2 separate regions of the Sus scrofa genome follow, and region 1 is linked to region 2. Evidence: chromatin contacts called from public Hi-C data. All regions are on one chromosome and are shown on one strand. The core of a region is the stretch at or near the end of the contact, and the rest is flanking DNA. Distances in the headings are between cores, read along the strand shown. Region 1 holds the start of TPRKB (TP53RK binding protein). Region 2 holds the start of INO80B (INO80 complex subunit B).

What was found. Hi-C and Micro-C count contacts between places; a contact is called where the count stands out from the background.
Region 1: a Hi-C map of skeletal muscle shows a contact between it and region 2, with 5 times the contacts expected there. The contact joins the promoter of TPRKB here to the promoter of INO80B in region 2. A contact is called at or near these places in 2 of 47 Hi-C or Micro-C datasets (psoas muscle and skeletal muscle) and 2 of 2 datasets of contacts at active chromatin or transcription factors (alveolar macrophages and skeletal muscle).

The regions. Positions count from the first base shown.
Region 1 is chr3:69,237,033-69,239,732 of Sscrofa11.1, reverse strand. It overlaps TPRKB (TP53RK binding protein), which reads right to left and starts at 1,408. Exons shown (of 5, transcript NM_001144846.1): 1 at 1,390-1,408; 2 at 1-84. The coding sequence starts at 64.
Region 2 is chr3:68,586,914-68,589,613 of Sscrofa11.1, reverse strand. It overlaps INO80B (INO80 complex subunit B), which reads left to right and starts at 1,293. Exons shown (of 5, transcript XM_003124991.5): 1 at 1,293-1,449; 2 at 1,681-1,873; 3 at 2,091-2,209; 4 at 2,378-2,547. The coding sequence starts at 1,392.

The DNA of each region.
Region 1 (2,700 bases), core at 159-2,658, 650 kb before region 2:
CTTTAAATAACAGAAGGGTCACCCTGTACTCAGGAAACAGGTCCAGTTGCTCTGTTAACTGCATTTCATAGATAAGACAGGATTCTGTTGCACAAGACCAAAAGACCAAAAGTTAACACCGTAGGTCACTAACAAAAAAATATCTTTACTTAACGAGATATTTTTTTGCTTTTTAGGGCTGTGCCTGTGGCATATGGAAGTTGCCCAGCTGGGGGTTGAAATCAGAGCTGCAGCTGCTTGCATATACCCCAGCCACAGCCACAACCACAGCCAGGCCAGATCTGAGCCGTATCTGTGACCTGCACCACGGCTCACGGCAACACCAGATACTTAACCCACTGAGCAAGGCCAGGGATCCAACCCGAGTCCTCATGGATACTAGTCACGTTTGTTACCGCCAAGCCACACTGGGAACTCCCTAACAAAGTAACTTTAATAAGAACATATAAAAGTGTTAAAATAGAAAAATCTATCCCGAAAACACATCTGGCATTCTCACAGTATACTGTCTTCCTAAACCTGCTGTTTCTAGCTTCCTTTACCATTCCTGGCGAAGGATCAAGGTTGCCACCTGATCCCCTGCTTGTGCAGTAAGTCCGGCTCTGATCCGTGGATGAGATGCCGTTTCCCCAATAGACAACTAGGTGCAGATTACCAAAAATGTTTTAGATCACAGGTTACTTTTAGCATTAATGAAACCTCACTCCAACTTCTTAGCCTTTTTAGTTTTCTTATCTCACCATTTGATTTATGTTTTAGCAGCACCTAGACACAAATACGAAAGAAGAAAATAATCTTACAGAGGAAAAGTATGACATGACTCAGAGAACTCATTTCACACATGGGGATTTAAGCAGGGAGGGCACAATGCTTTAATAATACTGGCCCTTTATAGACATAAATTGAACAAGAAAAGGACGGGGTATATACAAAGACATAAGAGAAACATGACAAATAACTACAAAGACATATCCTTGCACAGAAAAACAAAGCATTGCAAAAATTTGATCTTTAAAACAATTTCAATCAGTCCTAATGAGATATTTGGGTGAGGCAATTTGATAGGTTCATTTTATCCTTTTACCTAGGAGGTTCCATTTACAGCATTTTTCTCAAAGAATAAACTGGCAATCTGAAGGTTTATGTAACAAGAGGTCCTTATCATTATCCTAACAGTAAAAGCTGAAAAGAACTAGTAACAGGATTTGTTTTCACTAAACAACCACTAAAAACTGTAGTCTTGAAGAGTACTTAAGGATGTATAAAAACAGCAATAAATAACACTAAAACATTTGATGTGGAAATCAAAACATAAAATTGTGGGTTTTTTAAAAAAGGTACACATACACACACACACAAAATTGAAAGAAAAATACAACGAAAAATTACCTTTGACCTGCTGGAATTTCATCTGACTTTTTTCTTATTGTAACAAAAGAAAAAAAGAACATTTGTGAATAACGTCCTGGCACACAGCAGTTCAGTCATAATCAAGGTCCAATGGAAAAAAAAATACAGAAAGATAAAATGTACACCCAATTATAAAAGAAGATGCACCCAGAAAACAAAAACACGAAGTACACCAAAATATGGCCATCTTGGGCAGTAGAATTGAAGGCAATTTCTAAGGTCTCCTATAAATATTTTTCTATGTGCTGAATTTTCTACAATGAGTACTCAAAATATATAATGAGTACATACAACCAGAGAGAAAAAAAATGTGGTTTTTGTTTTTACATGAGGGGAAAAAGGACCTCTAGCAAACGTCAGAATAGTTTGCTTTTCTTTTACATAATTCATTCAGTCCAGAAACTTCGAGTCACTGCTGGATACTGACCTCTCACTCAAATCCCATATCTAATCCAAAAGTCTTGTCAATTTAAATTTTATTTTTCACCCTGCCCACAGCACGTGGAAGTTCCAGGGGCCAGTAATCAAACCCGGGCCACAGCAGGGACCCAAACCGCTGCAGTGACAACGCCAGATCCTTAACCCACTGCACCACAGGAGAACTCCTTGTCAATTTTTAATATCTTGACGGATACAATTCTCTCCATACCCACTGCCACCACAGTGGGCCACCAACTCACATCCACAGTTTGGCCTCCTAGAAGTGCTCAGCTCACAGTTCCTGCCCTCCTATCATGCAGCCGCCACCTGGGAGTCAAAACCATCTTTTCACAAACAAGAACAAAATAATGCCACTTGCAGCAACATGGATGGAACTAGAGACTCTCATGCTAAGTGAAGTAAGTCAGAAAGAGAAAGACAAATACCCTATCACTTATATCTGGAATCTAATATAGGGCACAAATGAACCTATCTACAGAAAAGAAACAAACTCAGGGACACGGAGAACAGACTTGTGCTTGCCAAGACGGAGGGGGAGGGAGGGAGATGGACTGGGAGTTTGGGGTTAGCAGATGCAAACTACTGCATTTGGAATGGATAAGCAATGGGATTTTGCTGTGTAGCCCATGAAACTATATATGATCACTTGTGATGGAACATGATGGAGAATAATGTGAAAAAAAGAATGTATGTATGCATAACTGGCTCACTTTGTGAGGCAGAAATAGACAGAACACGGTAAATCAACTATAATTTAAAAACTATTATCGGAGTTCCCGTGGAGGCACAGTGATTAACGAATCCAACTAGGAACCATGAGCTTGCGGGTTCGATCCTTGGCCTTGCTCA
Region 2 (2,700 bases), core at 44-2,543:
AAAATTAAAAAAAAAGGAGAGGAAAGTAAATTCACTACGGATCTAAATAGTGAAAGTTCCCCAACTCCAGCTTCTAAAGATAATCACCATTAATGGCACAGTATACATTCCTTAATTTTTTTCTATGATAGCATAGTATGCCTTTTTAAATGGGATCATAACATCTTAAAACTTGCTTTTTTTATTTCATATGTCAGCCACACAGACCTCATTGACCTCACAGACCTTGTTTCCTTTTTTTTTTTTTGCTTTTTCTTGGGCCGCTCCCACGGCATATGGAGGTTCCCAGGATAGGGGTTGAATCGGAGCTGTAGCCACAGGCCTACGCCAGAGCCACAGCAACGCGGGATCCGAGCCGTGTCTGCAACCTACACCACAGCTCACGGCAACGCCGGATCGTTAACCCACTGAGCAAGGGCAGGGACCGAACCCGCAACCTCATGGTTCCTAGTCGGATTCGTTAACCACTGCGCCACGACAGGAACTCCTGTTGCCTTTTTTTTTAACTAAGTAAAGCATGCACATGTTTTATACAAACTTCAGTAGGCACGAAAGGGTATTTTATGAAGAATAAATTTCCCTTTGCCCTCAACCATCCATTGGAATTGCTGTCACCAGTTCCTTGAGTAGCCTTCTGGGGTTTCATTTCTTTTTATAGCAACATAGCTTCCCATTGTATAGATGTATCAAATTCATGATTTTTTTTTTTTTTTTTTGGTATTTCAGTAGAGGCACACTTAGATTGTTTCCAATACTATTATCCACTAGGATCTAATTTCCATGTCGATCTTATCAATTACTTACCAGTTTTTAGCTTTTGTTAGCAACAGGCTGTTCTAGATTGGACAGAGGCACCATAATTCATTTAACCATTTCTCTACTGATGAAAATTTGGGCTTAAAAACCATTTGCCCTGCTTTGGGGCACTTGTACTGTCAAGGCTTTCTGCCATTTTGCCCGCAATATCGTTATCTTACGTACTCCTCCAAACTGCACATTCCTTCAAGGCAGAGAGAAGTGCTCATACTCATCTTTGTATTCTCATAACCTGGATCCGAATTTGGTCCGGACCATACGTCCATCACGCTTGAGTGTAACAATAATTGAATCGCCCGCGCTGAGTTCTGATCTTAATTGTGGCGATGCGGAGCCAGCTGACAGCTCCCGCCAGTTCGAGCGGTCCGGCCCTCAGAGATACCGGAACTTTTGCTGGAAGGACTGTTGTTTCTCCCGGAGAATTTTAGCCGCAAAGTGTGCCCCGCACAAGCATGGTTGCTACGCACCGGAAGTAGCCGATTTTTTTTTACTGGAGTTAAGTTATTCCGCGGGGCGGAAAAGGTGTGTCTGCATGTGTTCGGACTATTTCCAGCCCCCTTTCCTCGCAGGGCCCCATGAGTAAGCTGTGGCGGCGCGGGAGCACCTCTGGGGCTATGGAGGCCCCTGAGCCGGGTAAGAGCGGGTCGATAAAGCAGCTTAGGCCTTCGCAGAAAAGGAATCTCTTTCTTGCTTCTCGGAGATGTCTGGGCGCCTCGCTACAGGTGGGAAGGAGAAAGGCGGGGCCGTTGTTATGGTAACAACGAACACCGCAGGAAGAGTAGGACCCCTCGGGGGTAGTGGGTTCTTCAGCGCTTTCCTTGCCCGGCTCCCGCTATACACGGTTGACAGGCTCTCCTTCCGCAGGGGAAGCCCTGGAGTTGAGTCTGGCAGGTGCCCACGGCCACGGAGTGCACAAGAAAAAGCACAAGAAGCACAAGAAGAAGCACAAGAAGAAACACTACCAGGAAGAGGAGGCTGGGCCCACGCAGCCGTCTCCTGCTAAGCCCCAGCTCAAACTCAAAATCAAGCTGGGCGGGCAGGTCCTGGGCACCAAGAGGTGAGATCAAGAAAGCAAGGTTTTACCTGGGGGACTTTAGAAACAGGTAGAGATAGGAGACGCTGGCTGGGCTTTCTAGTAGACGGAGAATGGACACTGTGACTTCAGGGCCCAGATTAATGGAGCAAGAACCCAAAAGGGTGTAGGGAAGGCTGGACGGATTGAGCAGGGAGAGACAATTGATTGCTCAGCTTACAGAGTTGTTGCTTCTCTGCAGTGTTCCTACCTTCACTGTGATCCCTGAGGGCCCTCGCTCACCTTCTCCCCTTATGGTTGTGGACAACGAAGAGGAACCTATGGAAGGAGTTCCCCTTGAGCAGTACCGTGCCTGGCTGGGTGAGAAGGATTTGGAGGTGGAAAAATTGGGTTTCTCATTATATCTGGTTAAGGGAAGGAGGTTTGTTCTGAGGAAGGTGAGGATTTTGAGTGTCCCAGTACTAACTTGGCCGAATTGGGTTCCCCATCTGAACAATTCTACTTTAGCTCTCCACCTTTCCTTTCCAGATGAAGACAGTAATCTGTCCCCCTCCCCACTTCGGGACCTGTCCGGGAGCCTAGGGGGTCAGGAGGAAGAGGAGGAACAGAGGTGGCTGGATGCTTTGGAGAAGGGGGAGCTTGATGACAATGGAGATCTCAAGAAGGAAATCAATGAACGGCTGCTCACTGCCCGACAGGTAAGTTGGTTCATTCTTTATTCAGTTACCAAATACACATGGAGAACTTTCTGTGTTCCAAGAACTTTGCTAGGCAGCAAGAATATCAGCAGTGGAAGGACAGACAAGATTTCTGTTCTCATGGAACTGGCACTTGTGCATGTGTCTGTGTTG